Linked DNA regions of Rattus norvegicus: region 2 is linked to region 1. The links are chromatin contacts, called in public Hi-C maps. All regions are on one chromosome and are shown on one strand. Each heading gives the region's core, a stretch centred on a gene start, on an enhancer-like site or on the middle of the called end of the contact. The rest is flanking DNA. Distances are from core to core; before and after follow the strand shown. Region 1 overlaps Dlgap1 (DLG associated protein 1). Region 2 holds the start of Tgif1 (TGFB-induced factor homeobox 1).

Region 1 (3,533 bases), core at 646-3,145:
GTGGGAGTTCCCGCAGCCCTAGATGGGATACCATATGCAAGCCAGGGTGACAAGCTGGGTGTTCCACATTTTCACCGTGTCTCCGAGTATGTACAACAGTTTGAACGCAGGGACAATTAACTGATCATCCAGGATGCCCAATTAGAAAATACTTTTGACAAACAAAAGCATTTGACCTCTCCCCTACTTTGTACACAGATCCGGACAAACACGATTCATGCAACAATACCCCGTTCCTGACCACAGGGCACTCTGGTATTTCTATTTAAACATTTTCCTTTCTAAATAGTGAAACTGCATGACTCACTCGGCTGATCTCATGACTCATTAATAAATCACAACCTGGAGGTGTAGAAACCTGAGGTAGGAAATGGCTATGATAAGTAGAAAGATCCAGAGACCCAGAAAGGGACAAACAGGACATAGAATGACTCTAGAATGAGCTAAGAGACAGGAGGATCAGAAGGATCGTGGCCAGAATTCTGGCTTGAACAGTGGGTTCACAAAAGTCATGAGTTTGGGGCTAAACAAGGAGCATAAAGATAGAGCGGTTGGCTTGACTTAGTTTCGTTTCGTTTTGTTTTTAAACCCCACCTCTATTTTTGGTAAATCCAAATGTATTCTGGAATTTCTGAGCTTTATTAAGATAGGGACCAAAACAAATGTGTACAGGTGTAGGTTGGAGGACTATTCAGAACAACGTCTAGTAAAGAACTCAGCCGTGCTTTGCTGCGGTGGTATAGGGTTTTACGAGGCTCAGAATATGTACATTAGGCAGAGACAGTCTATTTAGTAACTTCGGTTGACAGAAGTTTCTGCAATGAGCTAACATCCAATTTAGAGTTCTCAATCACTGGTCTTGGGCTCTTCCAGGCATTTCTTAAGGAAACTAAAAGATTAAACACCTCGAGGTTTATTCTGCGGCACTCTTCTCTTGAACGGAGGCTCAAAGGACGCCTTTCCTGTCTCTTTTCACAGCCTCCCCAGTCCCAGGCTTCCTCCAACCAAATCCTTTCTTTTGCAAAGCCTTGGGGTGGCGGTAGCTTGTTGCTAATGGAGGGTGTTGAACAATGGGTGTTTCTGAGCTGGGTTTATGGAGGCGGTCTTGTCTGTGTCCTGGGGGTAGATTGTAAACGAGATGTCAACGGGGGCTCCTTTGTCTGGGCGGCATTCATCCCTCCCAAGAGGAATTCCCTTACAGAGCTGGGATTTAAAGTCGTTTTCTTGCTCTCGGTAAACTCCATCCAACGGCAGAGTAAGGAGCGACCAATGAGTCACTCTTCCTTCTCCGCTTAGCAAGGCAATGACTCGGCTATTTACATGTACAAAGGAAGGTTCCTAAAGTTTCTGGGATTATTCTCAACAGTTGAGCCTTTTACCCTGCGGTTAGGAACGCTGGTTAACCCCTCGAGAGGGAGCCTAGCCCCTAGCTGTTTTTCCCTCACTCCCTCTTCCTTGATTGGCTCACTTTCTCTTTTAAATCCAAGAACAGAAACGGCACAACTTCCCGCTGCCTTAAACCATCTTCTCCCCTTCCCCCTTCCTGGTTTCTCAGAAGAGGACCGCAATTCTAGAGCTATAATTACTGCGGGCAAAGCTTGGCCGAACTCCACCCTTAGGAGATTAGGCTACGTTTTATTGCCTCTCAGCCAGGTGCCCAGGGTGACAAGACTAGCCTTTATCTGAGGGCTTGATGAGGTTATCAGCAACTCAAACGGGCTGAAGCTCCGGCAGCTGCCATCAAAAAGGTTCTCTTCTCTAAGGGTTTATTGGTAGCTGATTTACATCTGCCCACCAGCCCTACTCGCCTTGGGTTTTCCTTGATTCCAGATCCTTCTCCTGTATTTTCTGTTTGGAACGAAAGCCACAGTGACTGGGCAGTTTCAAGGGTGAGCAGAGTCAGCCTCCAGTCTGTTGCGTCAAGGCACGAAGCCCTGCAACACCAATGCTCAGGAGGTTTCCAATGTTGATGGTCTCCCTTTTGAATTTGTTTCTCACAGTCATTTCTTTATTGAGAAAGGGCACACACCAAGGCTAGAAGCCACTTTGCTGGAGCTGTTTCTCTCCTGCCCTGTAGGTTCCAGGGATTGAACTCGGGTTAGCAAGCAGGCGATTCACCGAATAGCTATCAGCCCAAAGTTACCATTTAATAAAATCTGACCTACGATAATAGAAATCTGAAAGAAAAAAATTTATTGCCTTTCATTTTTACAGTTCATTTTAAAAACAAGAATATAATCCACACCAGGAAGTGGGAACAGGGCTTGTTTGGTGTCATAAGTGTGTCGAGTGTTTGATCAGTCACCCGGGCAGCTCACTAACATATCTGTCTACCCACACATCAGTTTGAAAAGACTGTTTTGGCTGTTGCTGGGGGTGGGGCTCCCCGGGTGCTGGGCAAGCGGTATACCACAAGCTATATACCCCACCTCCTTGTATTCTGCAATGCAGGTTGCAGCCAACAATTATCTCAGGGTTGCCTGAGTATAAACTAGAGCCTAGAGCACTGAGCCACGCATTCAAAGATGATCTGTGCAGATGGGTCCAACAAAACCTACTGTGGACCCACTCTCCTGTCTGAAAAAAAAAAAGCTATCTTAGAAGTTGGCCTGTTGGTAGGGAATGGGGAAAAGGTGGCTCAGACAGCACAGCCTTGACTATACAATGCTTATCTCAAAAGACACAGCATCCAGTACCATTTGCGACCTAGACATCACCCTAACCTGTGGAAAGAACACAGTGAAAGGATCCTCCAGGGACCTCTGCCATTCATTAGGATAAAACTAACAGAATGTCTCCTGTGCTGGTGAACCAACAGACCCCCAGAACTATACCAAAGCAGTGACAGGACACTGATCAAACCCAACTGCACACCAGGAGGGTATGCTGAAGAGGCAGAGGTAGGAGGGTCAGGAGTTCTAGACCAGCCAAAGCTATACTTTTAGACTAGGTGTGGTGGCTTTTTAACCCCAGCACTCAGGAAACAGAGGCAGGCAGATCTCTTTCCAAGACTAGCCTGGTCTACAGAGGTCTAGGCCAGCCAGGGCTACACACTACACAGTGAAACACTGGCTCAAAATAAACAAAACAAAATTAAAATATAAAAGAAACCCTGTATAGCCTCCACCCTCTATTGGTGGTCCAATAGAGAAAGTGATACCACCACAGCACCCCCCTGCTGGAAGCTCCGATTACTATAAGAATTGGCACGTGGTTTTAAGACACGACTCCTCCAGCCACGTTTCTGAAAGCCATCACTCAAAATCTGACCTTGGAACTGTCAGACCTGAGGGGGAAACTGCTAACAGTATGCCTACAGCATAACTTACTATCAAGGTTTGAATCACTGTATGTCGGTGGCTTGCAATCCCCAGGACCCGAGGGTTCCGGCTGTTGGTGAAGTTTCCAACCTGCACTCAGGCAGCACTGTTCTCTGGGAGATTCACGAGAGAATCTTTTTGTCATTGTTATTGAGGCAGTGCTTCATCTAGCCCAGGCTAGCCTTGAACTCACACTGTAGCAGAGGCTAGCCT
Region 2 (3,533 bases), core at 339-2,838, 98 kb after region 1:
AGAAAAAAGATGGACGACTACGCCTGGACTGCTCATCTGTTTCGGTAAACAGTGTCTACTTTGTGGGCTAATATCCCACCAGAGGACACTCCCCTCCACCCTTCAGTATTTCAAACAGAAACTAGCCATTAAATAAACACTCGTTCCTATTGGTTTATTTTGCTTGAGAGGGGCGCTCCAAAGGGAGTTCCACGAAGAATCCCCCCCTCCCCAAATACAAGCCAGATGCTGTTTTGGCCAACTTCGAGACGCACATGCCCGCACTTCTGGGTCTAGATTCTACCTATGCCCGGTTGTTTAAAAAAAAAAAATGCAAAGAAAACCAACTGTCACATGTCACGGAAGACTTTCCCCATTAGAGGGGGGGAAAAAAACGAAGAAAAACCCCAAACGTAAATAAGCTTTGTAGCGACGTCACCGCCGGTGTCTCTAGTTTCGGCTCTGTGGCTGTTCTGGTTTTGTGACCTCGGTGGAGATCCGGCAGGAGGAGACAGACCCGTGAAAACAAGGTTAAAGCCGAGTCACACTAAGGCGGCCACAGGATGACCCGCTAGACTTTGGAACCTGTTTACGATTACGTTGGAAATTAAAGCAAGCCTCCGCCGCGCCCCCTTCCCAAAGACAACCCGTTCCGAGGAGCGCGTTAAAACCCCCGAGTCAAAAAAGAAGCTTGGGTGGTTTTTCCAAAATGAACCAAGTGGAGGAAGAGTCACAGTAAGCAGGCAGGAATCTCAAAACGACCCTCCCCTCCCCCCAAATCCTGTGGTTTGCAGAGCGCTCGCTCGGTAAGAGAGCACACGCGGGAATCGGCGCAGGCGGCGGTTGCACGGCAGTGTCCAGGGCGAACCCACCGGCTGGCAAGCACCTCCGCAAGCCGCCCGGGGCGCAGCGCTTTCCCGGACCTGACTGGGGATGACTCAGCTGCTGCGCTCCAGTGCGGGACTCCTGTGGTGCGGGAGGGGGCCCGCGGAGGGCCCGGGCGCCCGTTGGAGGGCCCTCGCTCTGGGGTTTGAAGGGGTGTTTGTGGCTGGGATTGGTGGCTCACATCCGCCGGGGACTCGGGAGAGATGGGAGGACAGACGCAGGGAGGAGGAGCTGGACGGCGTGAGTGGCAGGAGCCGAGTCCGGACCTGGCGGTGACTGCCTCGTCGCTTTGTTTGCTAACTTGGACTGTGGCTTTCGGGGGGCCACCCCACGGAACCCGCCTCGGGTCCGCTAAGCCCAACCCACGGCAGCACGAGGCCGAAACGTTCCTTCCCGGCGGTTATGCGCGGCCACGCGGTGGCTCTCATTATGTACACAAAGGTAGCTTTTCTTTTCTCCCAAGTCAGCCTGGCTAATGAATGCGATTCTCGGGCGGCACTGGTGGAAACCGGGTTTACCGTTTGAAAACAAACTTTACAGGGCGAGCGGGAGCCGGTACAGAGTAGAAGAAGCCTCTCTCAAACCAGGACGCGAGGGGAAATGCAGAATTAAAACTCACCGTGACGCGAAGGCCAGCCGGACCCCGCCAATGCACACCTCCTGCTCGTGTAAATCATTTCGAGGCAGTTGGGAAGCCGGAGCGCGCTGGCCGGGTTCTGAGATCAGCTGAAGCCCCACGGTGCCCCTCCCCCAGCCCCACTCCACCCCTAAGGCCGAGCTCGTTGGGAGTTTCGCGTTCCCGCAGGACTGTGCGCCGGGTCTTTTACAACTCCAGAAAAGGGGAACGCCCCCGCCCCCCTCCTCCCCGGCGCGAGCTCATAACATCCGCAATATTTTTTTTTAATCCGCTGTCTGCACGGCGGAAAAACAAGCTTCGGTTCTGCCTGTGTCAGGGCCTCTCGGTGTAACTGATTCAAGTGACTTCGGGTTAGTTGCTGTTGCCACGTGTTACTTACTGAACGCTTATGCCTCATAATCAAATTGTCTAAGTGCAACCGAACGATTTTTCTGCGCTCTCACAGCCTGGTGATAACCGTTTCTCACCATTATCTCTGTGTGTGTGTGTGTGTGTGTGTGTGTGTGTGTGTGTGTGTGTTGTTGTTGTTGTTGTTGTTTTTCTTCTGTTTTAACAGCTTTTCTTGTCTTAAGACAAGCAGAGCTGTTAAAAAGACAAATCCGTTTTCGCGGTCTCCAGACCCTGAAAGGGCAGAAATTCAAATGGCACAAACTTGGGAAGGCTGAGAGAGGAGGCGGGATGAATAAGTAAGTGCTCCAGGTCCGTTAAAGGCTTGAGGGAGGTGTTTGTTTCACCTGGACGGTCGATTAGGTATGATTCCCATCAGGTGCTGGGTCTGGTGGGACTCACATAGTCATTGGATCTCGTTCCCTCGAAGCCTAGCGAGGGCAGATATTTATAAAATATGCAGGCTGCTGGGCTTCCAACACTGCACAAGGGACTTGTAATCATCTCGTCACATCTCAGCTCTGAGGAGCTCTAGCTGCTCAAGGCAAGAGCTAACCATTGTCTTTGCAAGGGGCCGGAGTTGGTCCCGGCCATCTTGTGATGAGTTTATCAACACTATCAGAATAATTCTCTTCTTCAGAAATAAGTAGCTGGCACTACTGATCACTTTCTTCAAGTCAACCCAGTCGCCCGCCTTTCCTTTTTTTTTTTTTTTTAAAGTGGAAGTCACTCTTCTTAACCTAGGTGATGTGGGCTGAAGTTCCCTGAAAAAGCCACACCTAGCTGATTCTGCTGGGTGAGTGCTTGATTAGGGCCTCCTGGTTGGGGACAGTTGGAATGATACAGATCCAGAGTCAGATTATCCTGATCTATCTTAACTCTCCCTCTTAGCCATCCATCACCTGCTTCCGTATCGGCCTACCCTTCTTTTGACTCTCAGTTTAAAATTCAGCAGACAGGCAGCTTCCACCACCTCAATGGCTACAAGTGCCATAGGTGTGTCAGGCTTCTCTAACTTACCTCACTTCAGCCCCACCAAGGTATTTGGTAAGTGCGTTCATTTATAGCTTTGTGTATGACTAGCAGCTCATATGATAACTTCCATGGTGGAACACGTCTCTGGCATCTACCCAAATCTGGGTTCCCTGGGCCATGATCACCCTCATACTCGGCTGGGGATAAATGATCTATTACCGTCTGTCTGTCTGTGGAACGAGAACTGTGGTTTTCTTCTAACAATGGCCTTATTGAGCTCTTAGTATTTATTTCCTTTATTTTCAACATCTTGTATCTTCATTGTGCTTCATGCTTTCTGAAACACTGAAATGCTCTCATTTAATGGCCAAATTAGTATAAGTTATATTTTTCTTAAAAGTCAAGATAACTTGAACCAATTCAAAAGTGCCATCACTAAACCGCACAGACTACCCAGCCCTCAGAATCTGTCGTTCTAGAAGGTCACAGGGATAATGATGGCTTAGACATCAGAGACACCAAGATCCGAATATTGCCAAGGTAGCCTCCAAATGTCCTTCCTTGGTTAAAATCCTGATCTTTCCTACAGTCTTGCTAACCTTGAAGCTTCTGGCTTCCTTTTGGTCTATCACGTGAGTGTGTTCGAGCATGGGTGTGTTTGCGCACGTGT

The links. Hi-C and Micro-C count contacts between places; a contact is called where the count stands out from the background.
Region 2: a contact with region 1 is called in a Hi-C map of Schwann cells, with 2.8 times the contacts expected there. The contact joins the promoter of Tgif1 here to the enhancer-like site in region 1. A contact is called at or near these places in 7 of 12 Hi-C or Micro-C datasets (the A7r5 cell line, Schwann cells, frontal cortex and 3 more) and 1 of 1 datasets of contacts at active chromatin or transcription factors (oligodendrocytes).

What each region holds. Positions count from the first base shown.
Region 1 is chr9:118,104,051-118,107,583 of GRCr8, forward strand. All of the region lies in intron 7 of Dlgap1 (DLG associated protein 1), which reads left to right. All of the region lies in intron 2 of LOC102555426 (a long non-coding RNA gene), which reads right to left. Among named protein-coding and RNA genes, the nearest start is that of Tgif1, 99 kb to the right of the region's middle. Within about 2 kb of position 1,896, at least 66 of the 93 cell types and tissues checked have an H3K27ac peak or open chromatin away from gene starts, as enhancers often do. A contact at or near this core is called in the A7r5 cell line and Schwann cells, where this site is marked.
Region 2 is chr9:118,202,766-118,206,298 of GRCr8, forward strand. It overlaps Tgif1 (TGFB-induced factor homeobox 1), which reads right to left and starts at 1,589. Exons shown (of 3, transcript NM_001015020.1): 1 at 1,484-1,589. The coding sequence starts at 1,541. LOC102555570 (a long non-coding RNA gene) reads left to right here. Exons shown (of 3, transcript XR_005489521.2): 3 at 1-3,533.